3 separate regions of the Mus musculus genome follow, and all the other regions are linked to region 3. Evidence: chromatin contacts called from public HiChIP or PLAC-seq data. All regions are on one chromosome and are shown on one strand. Each heading gives the region's core, a stretch centred on a gene start, on an enhancer-like site or on the middle of the called end of the contact. The rest is flanking DNA. Distances are from core to core; before and after follow the strand shown. Region 1 has its middle 11 kb from the start of Gm46811. Region 2 has its middle 41 kb from the start of Adar. Region 3 overlaps Dcst2 (DC-STAMP domain containing 2).

Region 1 (3,991 bases), core at 1,028-3,527, 480 kb after region 3:
TCGGTCCATCAGTCTGTCCGTCGGTCGTGGGTCTGTCTGCTGGTTTTGTTGTGTTGTGGAGCTGGGTTGCATGTGCCAGGGTTTTGCCACTGAGCTGTACCCCGCTCAGTGAATTGGTCCCATTCATCCTGACAATCGCCTCCCTTCATGAAAAGTACTTCCTGTGCAGACACCTACTGGAGTGTTCTGTGAAACTGCTGATGCCAGAGTGTTCCAACGCAACGAACAGCCAGCAGCTGAGCCTCCCCCTCACTTCTCCCTCTACAGCCCTGCCACTCTGTATCCCTGGAGAATACAGAGCAGTGTGGTTCTCCTCTGTGGCTTAGTCTTCCCCAGCATGTCCTTTGTTCTCCTCCTTTGAGCATCACAATTAGATTCATGTGAATGGGTGTGAGAGAGTGTATGTGTGTGTGTGTATGTGTGTATTAGTGTATATGTGTAGGTGTGTGTGTATGTGTATGTGTCTGTATGTGTCTGTGTGTGTGTGTTTGTGAGTATGAGTGTGTGTTTTTGTATGTATGTGTGTATGTGTGTGTGAGTGTCTGTGTGTGTGTATATGTGTGTATGTGTGTCTATGTGTGAGTGTATGTATGTGTATGTATATATGTGAGTTTGTATATATGTGTATTAATGTGTATATATGTGGGTGAGTGTGTGAATATATGTTTATGTGTGTGTGCCTGTGTGTATATGTATGTGTCTGTGAGTATATGTATGTATGATTGTGTATGTATGTTTCTGTGTGTGTGAATGTATGTATGTGTATGAATTTTACTTATATAACTGTTGTCCTGGAACTTGCTTTTAGACCAGGCTGGCCATGAACTCAGAGTTACCCCCGTCTCTGCCTCTCCACAGTTGGGGTTAAAGTGCCTCCAGCACTCCCGGCTTTTTTTCCAATTTTTAGTGATGTGAAGAGGGGTGGTTGGTATGTGCACCTTTCTGCAGAGACCAGAGGCATCCAGTCCCTTGGAGCAAGGGCTACAAGCAGTAGTTAGCACATGGACGTGTATGTGCCCTTAACTGGTGAGCCTCTCTCCAGCCCTGGTTATTTTTATTTGTGTGGATGTGTGCAGTGTCTGCAGATGAAGGAGAGGGTTCTGGATCCCCAGATGTGGTACTGGGAGTGGAGTTGGTCCTCTTCACCACTGAGCCATCTAGCATCTGGTCTTACTGAGCATAGCTACGATTTGCCACCAGGTGCTGTAAGTACCTATCAGTTTTCTGAATTCGTGTGTAAGGAAAGAGGATGTTTACATGCAGCAATGCTCCTTCTGCCCCATCTGGGGAGTCAGAGTAATGCTTTTTTAGAATTCAGACTGAACATATTTGTAAGAGCCCAGGTTCAGGTCCTGAGTGTTGGATTCCTGCACTGTGAAGGGGCGAAGGTGTAAGGAGCCTCCTTTTTCAAATAAGGATCTCAATGCTCAGCTGATCAATGTGTCCTGGGTTAGTCACATGGGAAGCAACGGGCAGACCAGGTCTGCCTCAAATCCAGGTGTTTGCTTGTCAGTGTTGGTGTTGAGACAGGGTGGTGGTGGTGTTTATTTGGTTTTTGTTTTTTAATGTAGTCCAAGCCTCTACAAACTTAAGGTCCCCCTGCCTCTACCATCCTAGTCCTGGGATAGCCAGTGTGTGCCACCATGCCAAGCCACACCTCTACTTTCCCTTCCAGGTCATCTACTCCACCTGCAGAACCCTTCATGTCTGCAGAACAGGGTCAGTAAGGTGAGGTCCAGGGGATGCTCAGGCTTAGAGCACGGCTGCTTGGGCAGACTTCCCTTCCCAGCACGTATGTGGCTCACAGCAGTTCCACAGGAGCCACACCTCTATGGGCTCTGTGGTCATACATTCAAGCAAGCACTCATACACTAAAATCAGAATAAATACTGAGTTTTGAAAACACACCTCTACTCCCTTATATTTTGGTTGTGAGCCTAGCCTTTAGCAGCTGAGCCATCTCTCTAGCCCACACCACTCTACTCTCCAACAATGGAAATATATCAGGCCAACAGGACGTATAGGTTTGCAGTGCTGAGCAGAGTTCTCCCCCAGAGCCCTGGAGGTCTGAGCTCTCCAGGAAACCTGGACCAAAGGCTAGAGAGCATGCCCCTGCGGCAGCCAGATCCAGAGAAAGAATGGCCGGTTTAGAAAGAGAAGAAGCAGCCCCTACTTTTACCCATCAATGTGAAACTAGGCACTGGCCCTCTGTGTTCAGCCACACCTCTGGACTGCATCCCAGTGGACTTGGGGCAAAGGAAACAGACACAGGGAGGACTCTCCCTCCAGGACAAAGCTAGGCTGAGGCTGGCAGGTGGCCTCCTGGCAGCCTTTCCCCTATCCCAGGAGCCCCTCCCCCTTCTACACCCCCTGGGCCCAGATGGTTGTGAAATCCGGCAGACTGCTGAAGCTCTGAGGAGCTCTGCTCTGAGGCTGGAGGGTCAGTTCCAGTTTCTTTCCCCACACTGTGAGTCACAGTGAGCTCACCATTCACTCACAATGCTTCCTCCGTGGCTTTTCAATGACTCACTTTGCCTTCTGATACGTGTGTACAAAGGAATAGGACAACAGATTCGAAATAATTACATTTAAAGCTGCATTACTGCACTTGCAGATTAATCCAGTTGACTTGTCAAAGAGTGAACCGGTGTGGTAGAGGCAAGAAAAGGCATCCACTGAGAGCTAATTAACAGCCTGGTCTACATAACGCATTCCAGGACAGTCTGGGCTACATGATGAAACCCTCTCTCAAAAAAGTAGAAATAAGTTAGACAGAGACAGAGAGTTAACAAAGATGTGCTCATTTTGGATTATTTTAAACTGAGTTTCCACCTAAAACATCGCTTCTACAACCCTTGTCTTTTAAAAACAGAGTATCAAGCTTTAGTAGAGGGTACCGTGAGTCACCTCATACCTACCATCCCCTCCAGGACAAATGTCTTTGGGAGACTTTGACTCTAATCGCTTTGTTCCCTTGCTGGGTTTCTTTGGTTGGTCAGTTTTTTAAAATAAAGATGGGTTTACATTTGCATCCTTGGGCAGGGCCCACACTTGTTTTCTCTGTGCTGTTTCAATTTTAGTGTGTGTGATGCCCAATTGGCTGTTAAAGACTCAGTCCGGCTACGGTGCCCAAATTAGCCTTGAACTCCTGGGCTCAAATAATCTTTTTGCCTTCCAAGGAGCTGGAACCACAGGCCTGTGTTGTGCCTGGCCTTCATAGACAACTGCTCTGAGACAGTTTAACCTACTAAAAACACAGAGGGAGGCAGGGCACAGTGCGCTCACCTCTAATCCCTGCACTTGGGAGGCAGAGGCAAGTGGATCTCTGTGAGTTCAAGGCCAGCCTGGTCTACAGAGCTGGGTCTACATAATAGGAGATCCACCTCAGGAAACCAAAAAATGAAACAAAGACAAAAAGAGAGATGAGATTATAGCTTCTTAATGAAAAGTTTCCTTTCATTATAGAAACAATGCTCACGGAAAATGTTGCTACGTAATACACATAAAGGGAAAGAGAAAGCCCAGGTCCGCTTTGATTTCACAGATGTTGTTCTTAGGCCATTTTGCTGGTTGTAACTCAGGTCCGAGGCAGCTGTCCCCAAGAAGAGCTGCACAGCAGCCACCGGTCCCTGCACTGCTGCCGCAAACAGCCTGGCTGAGATAGTGCCCCACCCAACTCCCAGGACATTATCGTCCTTGGAAGAGAGGAAGAGCAGGAAATCAGGGACTCAAGGTCACTCTCAGCTTCAGAGAAAACTCAACGAGAAGGAGGAGGGGGAGGAAAAGAAAGAAAAGAAAAGAGGAGGAGAGAAAGAAAAGAGAAAGAGAGAGAGGAAGGAAGGAAGGAAGGAAGGAAGGAAGAAAGAAAGAAAGAAAGAAAGAAAGAAAGAAAGAAAGAAAGAAAGAAAGAAAGAAAGAAAGAAAGAAAGAACTTAGTTTAGGGATCTTGCTTTGGTTTTTGTTGTTGTTTTGGAAGCTCCAGAAAACCTCG
Region 2 (3,937 bases), core at 117-2,616, 310 kb after region 3:
TTTCACACCGTCTTCCAGATCCACGGTTAGGGTTTGGGGGCCGAAATACTGAACAGTATCAACACTTCATTTCCAAAGACATTTCAGTAGACAGCGCAAACAGCTGCATCCTGCACACAGAAGCAAGTCTGCCACGCCTGCTCGGCACCTTCGTAGCTTTCACCCTGAGCGACTCCAAAGATAAAGTGCTAAACTCTTAAAGTCTCCAACTGTCAGAACCGATATCTGTCCCATGTTTATGTGTTTGGAAACCATGGCACTCAGAGGAACCGCCAAAGTACATGTGCAGTACACGGAGGGAGGTTTTGGGAGTCAGACCAACAAGGCACATATTTTAGCCTGTGAAGGGAATTTGTCTAGCTCTTCCATTAGACTACATCCCTAGCCTCAAGTATTTTTGCTTCTTATCTGCAAAAGGACAATGCTTATATCAAAGGGCTGCTGAGGATTAAATGTGATTAAATGGACCAATTCCCTGGTCCAGCTGCATCAACATCACCAGAAAACTTGTTAAAATGCTAATAAGCTGACCCTAGCCTAAGTCTACTGAGTGAAGAGCTTTGGGGATGGAGCCAGCAATCTGTGCTTTAAGGAGTCCTTCCATGAAGTTCTGATGCTAGCTCACGGTTAGGCTTAGGGTAAAGGCAAAGCAGACAGACACCCAACAGTTTTTTCTTCTATTCTCCTGAGTGTTTGTAGGGTATGTCTTGCTTTTGCAATGCTTGGCAGGCATTCTCTTCCTGAGAAGTACCCCTAGCCTCTCATTAAATAACGCCATTAATCCTTTACATTCAATGGCTTCTACATGAACTGAGCTAGGGAATTCAGCCTGCTTGCCCAATTGCACCTTCTAAGTCTGAACCTTGAAAGCCTATCTGAGATGTATCCTCGGATTCTCAAGGAAATCGACACCGAATACACCACAATGCTGTCATTGTTTACCCGGCGCAGCGAAGGTGGGGTGGGCAAACCTCACTCTATGTGGTTTTAGAGGCTTGCCTAGGAGAACACAGGAACCTGGTTCTCTCAGGAAGAAACCTGGTCTTTCTATCTTCCCAGAGCCAGTCCTTGCCAGGCTGCAGCCCTGACTCAATGCTGCCATCCGGTGGACAGAAGGGAAGTGCCTGCGGGACCACGGGCTCCACCCAAGCCAGCATTTCCTGGGTTTCTAGGAGCAGTCGTCCCTGATGGCTTCAGGCAGATTTAGAGGTGATGCTGCTGAAGGAGCCGCCCTCAAGGTGCTGGCAAAGAACTGGAGGAACGGGTGCTGCACGATGCCCCCGGAGGGACCGGCGCTGCTCGATGCCTCCGGAGGAACGGGCGCTGCACGATGCCCCCGGAGGGACCGGCGCTGCACAATGCCCCCTGGTTAGTATTCTCCAAGTGTACAGCCCCGACGAGGGAGGTGTTTGCTCTCAAGCGCCTGAAAAGCCTATTTACATATACAATCTGTTCCTAACAAGCAGCAGAGAGTTTGCAGAACTATTAATAAGTCTTCCCAGACAACAAATATACATTTTAATGAGAAGCTGAAAATTAAGAGTAACTTTAAAATGCTGTGCAAAGGCTCAGCTTCTAATTATAATCTCCTAGAGGGGAAAACATGGGATGGCTTCATTTCTCCTGATAGACCAGACACTCCAAGAGCTCCCATTGATAAATCAGCATTTTCATTTATATCCTCTCCTGCCTTGTGATTTAACATTCTCTCAGGATACTTCGCTTTAACAGAAAATACCACTCTGAGCAAATGCAATTAGCCAAATTCTATATACAGCTAATTCAGCCTTTCATAAAGGTTTTTAGACATTGGTTAATAATTGGAGCACGTCAGAAAGATATAGGGAATACTTCTAGCTTGTAGAATAAAGTGTCCCTTTGTAGAACTGAAGGTGTGTGTGTGTGTGTGTGTGTGTGTGTGTGTGTGTGTGTGTGTGAAGAGGGAGGCTAGTGTGGAGGCTTTCTCAGGGACAAATCTTCAATTAAAACATCAAAACAAATAATACAGTAACATAATAAAACTCACTGAATAAAATAAGAAATATGAACCTAAATAGATGCAGATAAAATAGAAATCTTGATGAAGAATAGGATATTTTAAGCCAGGAGTCAAGGAGTTGGCTCAATGGGTAAAATGTTTATTGCACAAGCCTGAGTTCAAATCTCCAGCATCCAAATAAAAGCCAGGTCTGGTTATGCTGCCTGTGATGTAGATTTGGGAGTTAGAAACAGGCAGATCCTGGGGGTTTGATGGCCATTCTATCCAAAATGGCAAAGTTCAGTGAGAGACTGCCCCCAAATTGATAAATAGAGGCCCAGAAGTGTTTGGAGAAATTATCCAGATGTCAACTTCTGGGCATTACATGTGAGTACACCTGTCTATACATGTGACATTTATCTATTCAACACACACACAGCGCACACACACAAACACATAACTGGGCATGGTGGCCACGCCTGCTGCTGTTTCCAATGTATGAACTTTACATGTGTCTTAGTTACTTTTCTCTTGCTGTGATAACACACAAAGACCAAGGCAACCTATTAAGAAACCTTTTAATTTGGCTTGCAGCCTCAGAAAGTTAAAGTCCAGCCAGGCAGTGGTGACGCACGCCTGTAATCCCAGCACTTGGGAGGCAGAGGCAGGTGGATTTCTGAGTTCGAGGCCAGCCTGGTCTACAGAGTGAGTTCCAGGACAGCCAGTGCTATACAGAGAAACCCTGTCTCAAAAAAAGAAAGAAAGAAAGAGAGAGAGAGAGAGAGAGAGAGGGAGGGAGGGAGGGAGGGAGGGAGGGAGGAAGGAAGGAAGGAAGGAAGGAAGGAAGGAAGGAAGGAAGTTAAAGTCCCTGAGGGCAAAACAAGGAGCAACTGAGAACTCACATCTTGATCCACAAGAGTACTGGGAACCTTAAAGTCAACTTCCAGGGATACACTTCCTTTAATAAGGCCACACCCCCTAATCCTTCCCAAACAGTTTCAATCGAGAACTACATATTCAATGTATAAGCCTATAGAGGCCATTCTCATTCAAACCATCAGAACTTTTGTGAGTGGTGTGTGTGCTTGCACATGTGGTAAGAACCCGTTCTCTCCTGTGGGTCTTGGGGACTGAACTCAGATCATCAACCTTGGTGGCAAGTCCCTTTAACCACTGAGCCATCTTTTGGGCCTGCCCCTGAATGTTGACTTTCTTGCTTTCATTTTCAGAGTGGTAAGTATAGGTGAGTGCCACCACACCCAGATTATACAGTGTTGGAGATAAAACCTAAGACTTTATGTGTGATAAACAAGCACTCTATCATGAGGGAGAAAGATTAGAATATGGCATAAGCACACACACATACACACACCACACACACACACCACACACCACACACCTATCTCTCTTTCTTTCTCTCTCTCTCTCTCTCTCTCTCTCTCTCTCTCTCACACACACACACACACACACACACACACACACACACTACATTTTTTTTAAAGAAAAGGACAATAAAGTGTTGTTTGGTGGGACATACATGTACTCCAACTCTTAGGGAGCTGAGAGCAGATGATCACAAGCGTTAGAGCAGCCTGAAACTAGCCACAAAGCCAGAAACTAGGATGGGAGGAGGGATGTGAAAGAGGAGGGAGAAAGGGGAGGAGAGGGGAGTAGTGCACATCAATGATGAGTGAAGACTTCTCAGGAGTCTCACAAGGACGTCCATGTCCACGGGTGTGTGTGTGTTGGAGAGGCAGAGCCTACTGTCCCGTGCTGCCTGGCCAACCCATAAGATAGGTCTCTCACAGGGCATGAAGGCTTCCTTTAGACCTTCTCTCCTAGTCAAACTGGCAGAAACTACTTTTCTTTCACTCTCTGGTGACCATGGGGGATCCCAGCAAACAGGATATCCTGACCATGGATAGGCACCTCTGCTTGATGACCATTACTGATGCCTGC
Region 3 (4,221 bases), core at 1,431-3,930:
TGACAAAGACTCAGAAATAGAGAATGTGGCTTCTAAAGAGGAAGATGATTTAGGATTCCTTTAATATAACATTTGCAATTAAAAAGAGGGCTTAATTACTTTATTTATTGAGGCAGGGTTTTACTATATAGCCTCTGGCTGGCCCAACATAGTTATATATACCAGGATGGCCTTGAATTCATAGAGATCTGCCTGCTTTTGGCTCCCTATTCTTTTTGTTTTGTTTTGTTTGTTTTTTGAGACAGGGTTTCTCTGTATAGCCCTGGCTGTCCTGGAACTCACTCTGTAGACCAGGCTGGCCTCGAACTCAGAAATCCTTCTGCCTCTGCCTCCCAAGTGCTGGGATTAAAGGTGTGTGCCACCACCGCACAGCCTCCCTATTCATACTATGTGGTCCATGCTGGCCTTGAACTTGTAACCCTTCTACCTCAGTCTCCATAGAATGAAAGTTATGATGTGCTACCATGCTTGGCTCTAAAAAAAGGAAGCCTGATGATAAAGAATTGGCTTCACATACAAGGTACACGGCACCAACAGGTGTTTCTGCATCCCAGTACATTTAGGAGATGGAAAAGAGCATTGAAGTCTATGAATGCAGTGTAGTAGCAGAGTGCTTGTGAGAGCACAAGCTCAACCTCCAGCCCTGGACTAAGGTACCAGAGGAAGAGCTGGGCCAGGCAATGGTGCATGAGGTAGCCAGAGGGGCTGCTCTGAGACTGAAGAGTGGAGACCCTTCTAAACAGACTGCAGACTGCTCCAGCCTCAATTTCTCTAGGGAGTAGGAGGCAAGGACACCTGCTGAGACCCGAGAGGTGTCTGGGAGTGACATAGTTTTCAGAGTGGGTGGTAGAGAATGAAATGTCTGCTGTGAGGAAGAGTGCAAAGAAACTGGCCCTGGGAGGCTGAGGGACTTCCAGGTAGAGTTAAGGGGCAGGTGATAGTGAAGCCTTTGTTCTTAGTCAGAGGAGGTTTTTTTTTTTTTTTTTGCCTTTGGTGACAGGGCCTCAATATTGTAGGCCAGGTTGGTTTGAAATGTATAGTGACTGTCCTCTCTCAGCTTTTGGAAGGCTGATCCCATTGTTTTCCTCTTGTAAATATGGTAGCCACGAGTTTGAGAGTTGAAGTCTTTTTCTGGGTCGGTAGGAGAGAAGAACGGATGAGTAATTTCGGGAACAGAGACAATCGCCTTTGAGCAGTCGGGGCAATTTGCTGATACCCTGGCTGGGTTGGAGAGAGGTATTCCAGTTGCCAGGTCCTCAGAGCACTAGGTGGTAGTGCACGCCTTTAATCCCAGCACTTGGGAGGCAGAGGCAGGCGGATCTGTGAGTTTGAGACCAGTCTGGTCTACAGGGACAGGGCTACACAGAGAAACCCCGTCTCAACAAAACAGAGACAGAGTTATAAAAACAAAGAAGAGAGGAAAGGAAGAACTGGGATGGATGCCAGAAGGGCGGCAGTTAGGGCCCGAGCTGGGACGGTGGCAGAGGTTACCCACCAGTGACTTTGAGTTTACTGGTCCTTCCTCTCCTCCCAGGAACCAGGACAGAAAGCAGTGACTTCAGAGGAAGCGTCCACAGCATCTCCCAGAAGCTCATCTGGCTTTGTGGGCCTCCCCTTTCTCCCAGAACCCCAGGCACCACTTCGGAAATCCCTGTCCCCAAACAAGACCCCTCCCCAGCCTCAGACCCTCCCGACCCCTCCCACTGCCGCCCCCCTCCCCCAATAAAGGAACCAAAAGTGGACACAAATATGAATCTTAAATTATTATTATTTCTTCCTGTCACTTACACCCGAGGCAGGGGCAGGGGTAGATGAAGGGAATGGGGGAGGGGAATGCGTTCCCCCACTAAGGCACTGAGTGGGGAAGCCACAAGGAGAGAGAGTGGAGGCCACTGTCTCCACTCTCTGGGACTAAGCCCCAGGTTTCTCCAGCCCTGGGCTCCCCTATCACCTGAAATGCTAAGATGAGGCCCAGGGTACCTGACCTCCCTCCTAATATATTACATCATCACTTTTTAAATAGATACAGGGACTGGTCCCGCCACCCCTCCCTGTGTGGCCCTTCCCCACTGTTGGGGGTACCTGGGCAGCTGTGCAAATGGGCATGGAGGTGCATGGGGAGAGGAGAGCACCGGGCCCCTGAACCTGCCCCTTTCCAGGAGGGGGAAGGGCCACTAGGCCAAAGGGGTAAATAGTGCAAGGCAGAGCCCAGGCCGCAATGGGGGTCCAGCACCCAGCGAGGAAGGGGTGGGGTGAAGACTCTTCCCCACCCCAGGAAAACTGATAGTTAAAAATGTGAAATTGGATTTCAACAAGACCATCAGAAGAGGCTATGTACAGAACGGGGGTGGACTCAGTCCTAAGAGTGCCAGGCAAGGTCTGAGGAAAGGTTCCCTTACCTCTGGGTCTGCTCCGCAGCTCACTTTTCCCAGGGGCAAGTGAGTTGCCTTGCCTAGCCACCATGTTGGCAAGGGGGCACCCGTTCACAGGCCTAGATGGCTGGGTGTGACCCTAGCTCATGAAAAGTGGTCGCTGGGGGGTGGGGTTGGGGGGTAGCGCTCGCCCTTACAGGGCATGGCCACCAGATGGCGCTAGCTTGTCCGCTCCCTACAAGGCTACCTCAACCCCTCACCCCATCCCACACCCAGCGCCCGCCAGCCCGGGGGCGGCGTGAGTCAGGGGCAGCAAGCAGCAGAGGCGGCTCCCGCTTGCACCTGGGCGGGGAGGTAGGGAGGAGAAGAGGGTAAGACGCCCGGCCCGCCCTGCCCTCTGGCCCCAGGGAGGGAGCGCCAGGAACAAGACATTCCCTGCCCCGGGACGCGGGAGGGAAGAGGTGGAGAGCTCCCTTAGCTGGGCGGAGACCTTCTGCTACCCCCAGGGGCGGGCGAGCCAATCAGGCCACCCTGCCCTCCTCTTCTCCAGGACCCCATGACTCAGCGTTGGAACTGGGTGGAGGGGGACTGGGATGGCTCCGTCCTTACAGGCCCAGTCCCCACCGCCGCCACCCCAGTCTTTCAAGCCTCTACCTTGTTTCCCCCCTCTTACCCTTCCTTTGCCACCCCCCTTTGCATAATTTACGGCCAGGAAAAAGGAACAGAAACCAGGAAGGAGGGGTCTCGGAAGGGAGGGGCAGTCCACCCCTTCACAGCCAAAACCCAGGGGGCATGGGAGTAGAGCAAGGATTTGGTCCTAAGCCCCAGCCTCCTAGAAACCCGCATAGCCGAAGTGGGACCCCACAAATCAGAGATAGATTATTGCTTCAATTCCCCAGTAGTGGCTGGGGACAGGGACCCACCTTTATTGTGTGTGTATATATATGTGTGTGTGTGCAGAGAGTGTGTGTAACACACACACGCGCGTGCACACACACACACATATATATATACACACACAGACAGACAAACAGACATATATTTCATGTTTAACTCCTTGGGTGATCACCCCAATCTAGAGAGCTTGTGCCCCAAAACCTCAGCTTGTAATTGGAATGAAGGCTCTGGGGGGAAGAGGCGTTCGATTCTGATACCAACAAGGTTCAGCACCCCCGACCCCGATACCACTTGTTTTATGTGCTCCCCGTTGCTTGGCGTGGTGTCCCAGGCTGTTCCAGCCTGCCCATTCATCCCTCTTTTAAGAGGACTCCATGGCACCTTCGGCCTGTGGTGTGGTGGGTGTCCCTTCCTCTTCCTCCTCCTCAGGGGGCCCTTGTGTAGTGACTGGGGGTCCCGTGGTGGCCGACTGCTCCCAGAATCGAGCCAGAGAGAGGTGGAAGGTGTCCAGGTGGCCATTGGAAAGGTCGAGGCCAGCAGGGGATGAGGTGGTGGTCGAGGGCGGTGGGTAGTGAGGGGCTGCCACGTCATCCTTGCGGCGCCTTCGGGTGCGCACCTCCAGGCAGTTCTGACCCTTGAGATGGCGCTGCAGGTGGTCCTCCTTGGCGAAGGCCTTGTGGCACAGGTGGCACTCATAGGGCCGGTCCCCGGTGTGCAGGTGCATGTGGTTCTTGAGGTCGTAGCTATGCAGGAAGCGGGCTGGGCAGTGGGGGCACGAGTAGGGGCGTTCTCCTGTGTGCTTCCGCATGTGGATCTTCAGCTTGTCATTCCTAGTACGAGCAGGGGAAAGGGCAGACACTCAGGATTCAGGATAGGATCCCCAGGGCATTTTAGCCACGCCCCCGGGCCTTGACCCACCCTTGTTCCTCACTGCGGTTTCCCCATTGCTGCC

What was found. HiChIP or PLAC-seq counts read pairs in DNA pulled down with a chosen protein or histone mark.
Region 1: a contact with region 3 is called in an H3K27ac HiChIP or PLAC-seq map of microglia, with 5 times the contacts expected there. The contact joins two enhancer-like sites. A contact is called at or near these places in 3 of 39 promoter capture datasets (hippocampal neurons, pre-B cells and second pharyngeal arch cranial neural crest), 3 of 484 Hi-C or Micro-C datasets (CD4 T cells, cerebral cortex and embryonic stem cells), 9 of 115 datasets of contacts at active chromatin or transcription factors (embryonic basal ganglia, embryonic forebrain, embryonic hindbrain and 5 more) and 2 of 9 other capture datasets (adipose tissue and liver).
Region 2: a contact with region 3 is called in an H3K4me3 HiChIP or PLAC-seq map of embryonic basal ganglia, with 3 times the contacts expected there. The contact joins two enhancer-like sites. A contact is called at or near these places in 1 of 39 promoter capture datasets (second pharyngeal arch cranial neural crest), 1 of 484 Hi-C or Micro-C datasets (muscle stem cells), 3 of 115 datasets of contacts at active chromatin or transcription factors (bone marrow-derived dendritic cells, embryonic basal ganglia and forebrain) and 4 of 9 other capture datasets (adipose tissue, liver, macrophages and 1 more).

Annotation. Positions count from the first base shown.
Region 1 is chr3:89,858,889-89,862,879 of GRCm38.p6, forward strand. No RefSeq gene overlaps it. Among named protein-coding and RNA genes, the nearest start is that of Gm46811, 11 kb to the right of the region's middle. Within about 2 kb of position 2,278, at least 188 of the 459 cell types and tissues checked have an H3K27ac peak or open chromatin away from gene starts, as enhancers often do. A contact at or near this core is called in adipose tissue, cerebral cortex, forebrain and 4 more, where this site is marked.
Region 2 is chr3:89,687,760-89,691,696 of GRCm38.p6, forward strand. No RefSeq gene overlaps it. Among named protein-coding and RNA genes, the nearest start is that of Adar, 41 kb to the right of the region's middle. Within about 2 kb of position 1,367, at least 62 of the 459 cell types and tissues checked have an H3K27ac peak or open chromatin away from gene starts, as enhancers often do. A contact at or near this core is called in embryonic basal ganglia and forebrain, where this site is marked.
Region 3 is chr3:89,375,896-89,380,116 of GRCm38.p6, forward strand. Dcst2 (DC-STAMP domain containing 2) reads left to right here. Exons shown (of 15, transcript NM_001370853.1): 15 at 1,535-1,748. The coding sequence ends at 1,556. Zbtb7b (zinc finger and BTB domain containing 7B) reads right to left here. Exons shown (of 3, transcript NM_009565.5): 3 at 1,749-4,099. The coding sequence ends at 3,631. Among named protein-coding and RNA genes, the nearest start is that of Dcst2, 13 kb to the left of the region's middle. Within about 2 kb of position 2,681, at least 281 of the 459 cell types and tissues checked have an H3K27ac peak or open chromatin away from gene starts, as enhancers often do. A contact at or near this core is called in adipose tissue, cerebral cortex, embryonic basal ganglia and 5 more, where this site is marked.